2 separate regions of the Mus musculus genome follow, and region 2 is linked to region 1. Evidence: chromatin contacts called from public HiChIP or PLAC-seq data. All regions are on one chromosome and are shown on one strand. The core of a region is the stretch at or near the end of the contact, and the rest is flanking DNA. Distances in the headings are between cores, read along the strand shown. Region 1 holds the start of 4930550C14Rik (RIKEN cDNA 4930550C14 gene). Region 2 overlaps Atm (ataxia telangiectasia mutated).

The links. HiChIP or PLAC-seq counts read pairs in DNA pulled down with a chosen protein or histone mark.
Region 2: a BATF HiChIP or PLAC-seq map of CD8 T cells shows a contact between it and region 1, with 19 read pairs. The contact joins the enhancer-like site here to the promoter of 4930550C14Rik in region 1. A contact is called at or near these places in 2 of 39 promoter capture datasets (the 3T3-L1 cell line and 3T3-L1-derived adipocytes), 3 of 484 Hi-C or Micro-C datasets (the P5424 cell line, Th1 cells and uterus), 2 of 115 datasets of contacts at active chromatin or transcription factors (CD8 T cells and embryonic stem cells) and 3 of 9 other capture datasets (adipose tissue, liver and pancreatic islet).

The regions. Positions count from the first base shown.
Region 1 is chr9:53,403,729-53,407,349 of GRCm38.p6, reverse strand. 4930550C14Rik (RIKEN cDNA 4930550C14 gene) reads right to left here and starts at 2,064. Exons shown (of 9, transcript NM_001376944.1): 1 at 1,738-2,064.
Region 2 is chr9:53,450,501-53,453,893 of GRCm38.p6, reverse strand. Atm (ataxia telangiectasia mutated) reads left to right here. Exons shown (of 63, transcript NM_007499.3): 53 at 224-362; 54 at 459-541; 55 at 2,205-2,345; 56 at 3,260-3,376. Among named protein-coding and RNA genes, the nearest start is that of 4930550C14Rik, 47 kb to the right of the region's middle. Within about 2 kb of position 1,528, at least 10 of the 459 cell types and tissues checked have an H3K27ac peak or open chromatin away from gene starts, as enhancers often do. A contact at or near this core is called in CD8 T cells, where this site is marked.

The sequences.
Region 1 (3,621 bases), core at 815-3,314:
AAAAAAAGATTTAAGTTCAAATTGTAAATAACTAGCCAGAGTTGAGCTCCATCTATGTCTTTAAAGTCTGTGACCTTTACATACTCTATTGTACGACTTAAACAGCTGTAGCCACAAGGTTTCCCAAGCCTCTAGCCTAGAACTGGGATTGGTTATAGACTTTAACTACATTGTCCATTTTATATATCATGCATTACTTTAAAAAAAAAAACATGAAGCTTGTACTATTAAGGGGTGAAACAAAAATCACTACTTGCACTTCAGTTTCTATTTGAACTGTAAAGAGTAGTAGAGAACTCAGGAGAGAGTCTAGTTCTTAGCCCCTTCCAAGGTTTCCAAAGCTGTGATGGGAGAGGTGGTGGATGTCAAGTTGTTCTACTGTGAGGGTGTTCTGGGGACGTATGCTGAGTTGATTCTTGTGTTAGCATATGAGATAAAAGTGAATTGAGGGGTTGGAGAGAAAGCTCACTGAGTAACTTCTTGCTCTGCCAGCGTGACAATCTCAGTTTGAATGCCTACACACATACACACAGGTAAATGTAAAGACTTTTTTTTTTTTTTGAAATCTCCAGCAATTAACTGTTGCGTTGCACTTGAGCTGATAATTGAACCTACATGGTGGGAAGAGGAAGGGCCGGAGCTGTAGCTCAGGGAAAGAGTGTTTGCCTGACACTTCCAGAAGAATCGCAAAACAACAGCAATAACAATAACGATAAGGAAGAGACTAGGGGTTAACCTTGCCCAGCTTCTCTCAAGTTCTGAGGCTATAAGACTGGCCCTAAGAGTATTTGCATTGTGAAAACTATCAAATGTTTTAAATCGGTATTTATGACTTTTTCTAGTTGACTTAAGATTTAAGGATCTATGGCGATGTGTTAATGATGCAAATTAAAGGTGTAGCGTGTGCATTGCCATTCTGTCGTGACTAGCACAGCAACGCAGAAACGATCCCGAGGAACAAAGGCACTTCGTGAAAGGAGAAAGAAGACCAAAAAGCCTTGGCACGTTCAACTATACTAAATGTTGCTAGTGTACTAAATGGCAGGTCAGGTAAATGTGCATGAGTACAGTCAAAAATGAGAGAGAGAGACCTAACTGCTGATTACCAGCAGTGGAGCCGCAGAGCAAAAGACCGAGGTTGTTGAGGAATTGACAAAGTAGGCTCTGGGCTGTTATGTGGAAGCAGGGACACAGTAGCCAGAAGATGAGGCTGGACTCAAGAGGGCTTGTCTTTTTTAAATATGAGGCACTAAAACGTGAAAATATTGTTAGAGAAGGAGAGATGAAAGGCGCAGGAGAGGGTAAAGGAAACTTATGATTCAGAGCAGAACCGTTTGCTATGAGGCTTCAAACCACGTGGGAAATACTTCAATTCTAAGACCCAAGGAGCACAAGGAAACCATTGCTTAAGTCAGGACTTTACTACACCCAGGTGCGAACTGCCAATTAGGAGAGGACTACCAGCCAGTCTCAAACCAATAGCCCTGTGCTGGGATTCAGAGGGAGCCCTGCAAGTGGACACCCTTGTCCTGTGGTTTCCTCCAACTCCAAACCCGTATTCCCGTTCTCTTTACTAAATTTTATTTTTTTCAGCAAATGTGTCTTCACGATTTTGCTATTCCTCTTTACCTATACATCTTGATACTGAGGGACAAGACAGAAATCCTAAGCATGTACCCTTTAGAATGCTCCCTCCATCTCTAAATATTTTAGGGAGAAAAATCTAAAACCACATACTGCATTTAACAGGGTGGAGGAAACCCAATGCGAGAGGTGGGTTAGCAATATCCCCGAAGCTGCAGCTCCTGAGTTAGGGCGAGGCTGGAGTGGGGGTTGGTGAGGTAGAGGAAAGCTTTTCCATCACAGCAGAGCAACTGTGCCAGGAGAGGGGTTTGGGGAACAGAGCATGGAGAAGGATGGTAGCATACTAAGATCGTGAGTATTTAGCGTCTTTCAGCAGGCCAAGATCAAACCAGACACCAGAGCAGAAAGGAGCTGGGGAGGGAACATGTCCCTTGACTTGCCAATCTCTGTCGCTCTCCGCTGTTTCCTTGGTAACGACTTAGTCAGTCGGAAATGACTTAATAGCTCCTTCCCTAGCAACCTTCTTAGGCCCCGCCCCCAACCCTGACCATTCTCACTTTGATGTTTGTTCTGGTAGAAATCTCGCTCTCTTCCAGTCTCAGTGCCATAGAGGCAGAGGACTTGAGAAAGGAACTCAGAGAGATCTCGGGCATGTGACGGGCCTTGCTGAAGGCCTAAGTAACATGAGGTCTCAGACTAACGCTATTTCTAAATTTAAGCTCCTTAGCCTGACACGGGTTTTAAATAGAGGACTTCACAGAACCCGAAAGCACACTGCATATTTAATGCATGCTTTATTGACTTGAATGTTGAATATCCTGCACGCCGACATTACCTCAATGTCAGAGTGTAACAATGTAAAATGAAGAGTATTCAGACCTGCCCAGTTCTATGTTCTTGCATGGAACATAATTTGTGAGGAAGATGAACTTCTAGGAAAATATTTTCCTTACATACTAAATGCATTTTTACGGGGGGTGGGGGCGGAATCTCTGTAGGAAATTCGGTGACAAAGTGAATGTCAAGACCTTCAAAATTATCACAGTTTCCATAAACAGGGCCTTGGGCTTTGGTTCTCCTTCAAGACACTGTGGCCATGCGTAGAGAGAATACTTGTGTGTTGTATGGATGCATCACCTGTCAATTAAAAAGTCTGTGGCCTATGGCTTAGGCAGGAAATGGGAGGTGGAACATCCAGGAGGCAGAAAGGATTCTGGGATAGAGTCCCAAGGGAGAATAGCCCGGGAAGATGTGAGGAGACCGACTCATGGTGCCTGAGCATTGATAGCCAGCCATGTGGCAAAATGTAGGTTAAAATAATGGGTTTATGTCGATTATGTAAGTTATGATCTAGTCAGAGAAAACCCTGGCTTTATGGCCAAGGTATTTGTAAATATATTTTGAGTCTAAGTCTTATTCCTGGGAGCATGAAGCTGGGAGTCAGAACCAGCCACGTGTTAGCACACAGATAGGAGTAAATTTTTTTTTTTTCGAGACAGGGTTTCTCTGTGTAGTTTTGGCTGCCCTGGAACTCACTTTGTAAAAAAAAAAAAAAAAAAAAAAAAAAAAAAAAAAAAGGATTAATTTTCTTGTTTTTGTTTAAATTTTTTTTCCATAAGGGTTTTTTTTTTTTTTTTCCAAGGCAGGGTTTCTCCATGTAGTCCTGGCTGTCTTGGAACTGCAAGGGGAATTGGGGGCAGGGCACAGACCCTCTCCAGCGTTGCAGACTGGGTGTTTTAGGCAAGGGATTGTGGGCTGTGGTTAGGACTTTCCCTCAATCAGCCACAGTCGAGATTTTAACATGTCTTAAAATTTGGGATTATAGTCAGGCATGGTGGCACATGCCTTTAATCCCAGGCAGAGGCAGGCCAATTTCTGAGTTCGAGGGCAGCCTGATCTACAAAGTGAGTTCCAGGACAGCCAGGGCTATACAAAGAAACCCTGAAAAAACAAAACAAACAAACAACAACAACAACAAAAACCTCAATGCTGGGGCTGGCGAGATGGCTCAGTGATTAAAAGCGCAGACTGCTCTTC
Region 2 (3,393 bases), core at 279-2,778, 47 kb before region 1:
ACTGAACCATCTCTCTAGGCCCAGAAAAACAGATTTTTGAAAAGTACCCAAGTCATTAACCTTGAATTTTTTTATGTGTGTATTTCATTCCCTGAGTGGGTGTTTTGTTTGCATCTGAGGAATTATAGTCCTTTCGTTGTCTAGATCTGTGCATGGATTCTCTTTGTATAGCTCCAAGAAACTTAAATGTTTAGTGGGTCTTGTTCTTTGTTGTTGATGGTAGGATCGAACAGAGGCTGCAACCAGAATCATCCACTCCATCAGAAGTAAGCGATGTAAGATGGTGAAGGACATGGAGGCGCTCTGCGATGCCTACATCATCTTGGCAAACATGGACGCCTCTCAGTGGAGGGCTCAGAGAAGTATGTGTGAAAGTACCACTGCCGCTGTCCAGCTTGACCTGCAGTGATAGTCCTCCGTTTACAGCTGTCACTAAAATCTATTTATTTTTAACGTAGAAGGCATCAATATTCCAGCCAACCAGCCAATCACTAAACTGAAGAATTTAGAAGATGTTGTTGTTCCCACTATGGAAATTAAGGTAATTTACTATTAACTCTTGATTTTTTTTTAAAGATTTATTTATTTATCATATCTAAGTACACTGTAGCTGTCTTCAGACACTCCAGAAGACGGTTAACTCTTGATTTTTAATAAGACTAAATTACGGGCTGGTGAGATGGCTCAGTGGGTAAGAGCACCCGACTGCTCTTCCGAAGGTCCGGAGTTCAAATCCCAGCAACCACATGGTGGCTCACAACCATCTGTAACAAGATCTGACTCCCTCTTCTGGCCTGTCTGCAGACAACTACAGTGTACTTACATATAATAAATAAATAAATCTTTAAAAAAAAATAAGACTAAATTACACATTAGTAGATTAAATTATTTGTAGATTTTTTTTCAGTCCAAATGGCTAATTATTGTAGTTTCATATCTTTCTACCTATAGGTTGTCCATTAGATTTTTTTCTTTCTTTTTTTCTCCCTTCCCCCACCTCTCTCTCTCTCCCTTCCTCCCTTCCTCCCTCCCTCCCTCCCTCCCTCCCTTCTTTTCTTTCCTGTTATCTCTTATTGTTATTTTAACTCTAGGGACTGAACCTATTATGCACTGGGGAAGCCTTTTTTATACGTTTAAGGCAGGGTCTCACTTTGTTGACTATGAACCTGCTCTGTAATTGAAGCAAGACTAGAACTTGACCATCCTCCTCTCTGTCTTTTGAGTACCTGGGACTACAGACCTGTGTCCCGTTCACTGTTTTTCTCTGTATTATTCTTTCTCAGTGTGTGGGTGTGTTTCATGCCCATGGTGATGGAACACTCTACCTCTGGTTTGCGGGTGGGCAACACCACTCCATCATTTTTGTTGTCGCCGTTTTGGTTTTTAGTCATTCAGTATGCACTGGGATGTATTGGCTGTGATGTAACTATATTATTTAGTAAAACAGTAGGTGTTATGGTACCTCTAAGTTGCTGTGTATACGTACTAAACACCTATTCATAGTGATCTTTTATTCCTAGAAGTACCATGTGGGCAGGATGTGTGTAACACTAAAGGTTACCATTTTAGAAGCTGATGCGTTAGGTCCATGGTACAGCTCTCTTTCTCCTTCCAATGTGTACACTAAGATTAGTGTTCTTGTTACTGAGTTTGACCCATTATTGCATCATGCAGGTTAACAGATACAGGCTATGTGGTTTAGCTGAATATTTCCTCTTTTAAAATTTTACATGATACTCTTGTGAATTAAATAATTCCTTAGATTTTTTTCAACATATGTAAATAACAACTAAGTTCTAGTTTTCAGTAGTTTTTCAGCAGTACTATTTAATTGACTTAAAATGCTGAAGATTTATGAAAAGATGTTTAAGAAAGTAAACTGTGTTATATGTAATTTTAAAAATCTGGGCAGCAAGTAAAGACACTTGCTGCCAATCATTTAAACCAGAGCTCTGCCTGGGTACCAGCATGGTGACACATATGTGTGGTCACCCAAATACACACACATACACACCAAGTAAATAAGCAAACGTAATAAAAATCTATCAGTGTCATTAATTCTAACTTGAATTAAACAAATTAGAAATTAGAAACCCAGCTGTTAATTAGCAGAGTTATCATTTGTGGTTGTTTACTGTTTATCATTAGTTATTCTCCTGTTTTGTTTGTCTGACCTATAATAATTATTTATCATCATTTATTAGGTTGATCCCACAGGAGAGTATGAAAATCTGGTGACTATAAAATCATTTAAAACAGAATTTCGCTTAGCTGGAGGCTTAAATTTACCCAAAATAATAGATTGTGTGGGTTCTGATGGCAAGGAAAGGAGACAGCTTGTGAAGGTAAGACTTCCTGTTTCTGGTATAGTCTTCAGAGGATTAATGCCATCAACATCAACAGCAGGATATTTAATTCTTACCTCATTTGGTTGTCTGGATCTAGCTTTATCCTGAATAATGACAGGTAGAAAACATTTTTGAAGTAGAAATACAGTGTGATAGAATCAAACTGCTTTTTAGAATTGTGTGTCTTCTCTGAAAGACTGTAATTTTTGTTTTTGTGTCCTGCTATTATGGATTAGAACCAGGGCCTCGCTCATGCTCATCTGCTTCTGAGTTACATCCCAGCTCTCCTTTAGGTTTTATTTGACACAGGGTCTTGCTAAGCTCCCTGGGCGGGGCTTGAATTTAAGACCCTCTTACCTGAGCCTCTGGAGAAGCTGAGACTGTAAGTCGGCAGTACTGGGCTTAGCAGGCTCTTGCACAGTTGATTCAAGAGAAAGAATTGCACACGCTATGAGCTTACTTGTAAAAAAGGCTTATGGTGGGGATTAGAACAATTTAAGGCCTGTACTCAATATCCCGGGCCTGACACAGTGCCACTTGCTCCTGAGAAGTAGCAGCACTCCCTGCTTTGCATTGCTGCTTAGGTGCTTTTGGAGTCTTGCTGAAAATAGAAGAGAAATGAAAGATTACTTTATTTGGGTGTTTTGTATTGTGCCTTCAGTTGAAGGAGTTAGTTTAGTTATTAGAGAAGCAGCTAAGAGGAACTTGGCCTTTGTATCAATCTGCTTCCCAGTTTCATAGGTTTTGTTTTTTTTTTTTTTTCTAAGTGAAAAATGACAGTAGGTATTAATTATTCAAGACATTCTGAAGATGAGTGTAGAAACTCAGATTGACTAGTTCTGCCTTTTCTTAGATGACTCTGTGCTTATAATAAAGTAAACTCTGCCTGTTCATGTCTGGTTGTTCTGAAGGGCCGTGATGACCTGAGGCAAGATGCTGTCATGCAGCAGGTCTTCCAGATGTGCAATACACTACTGCAGAGAAACACTGAGACTAGAAAGAGGAAACTGACTATCTGCACATACAAGGTAACTTGTGGTCCTGC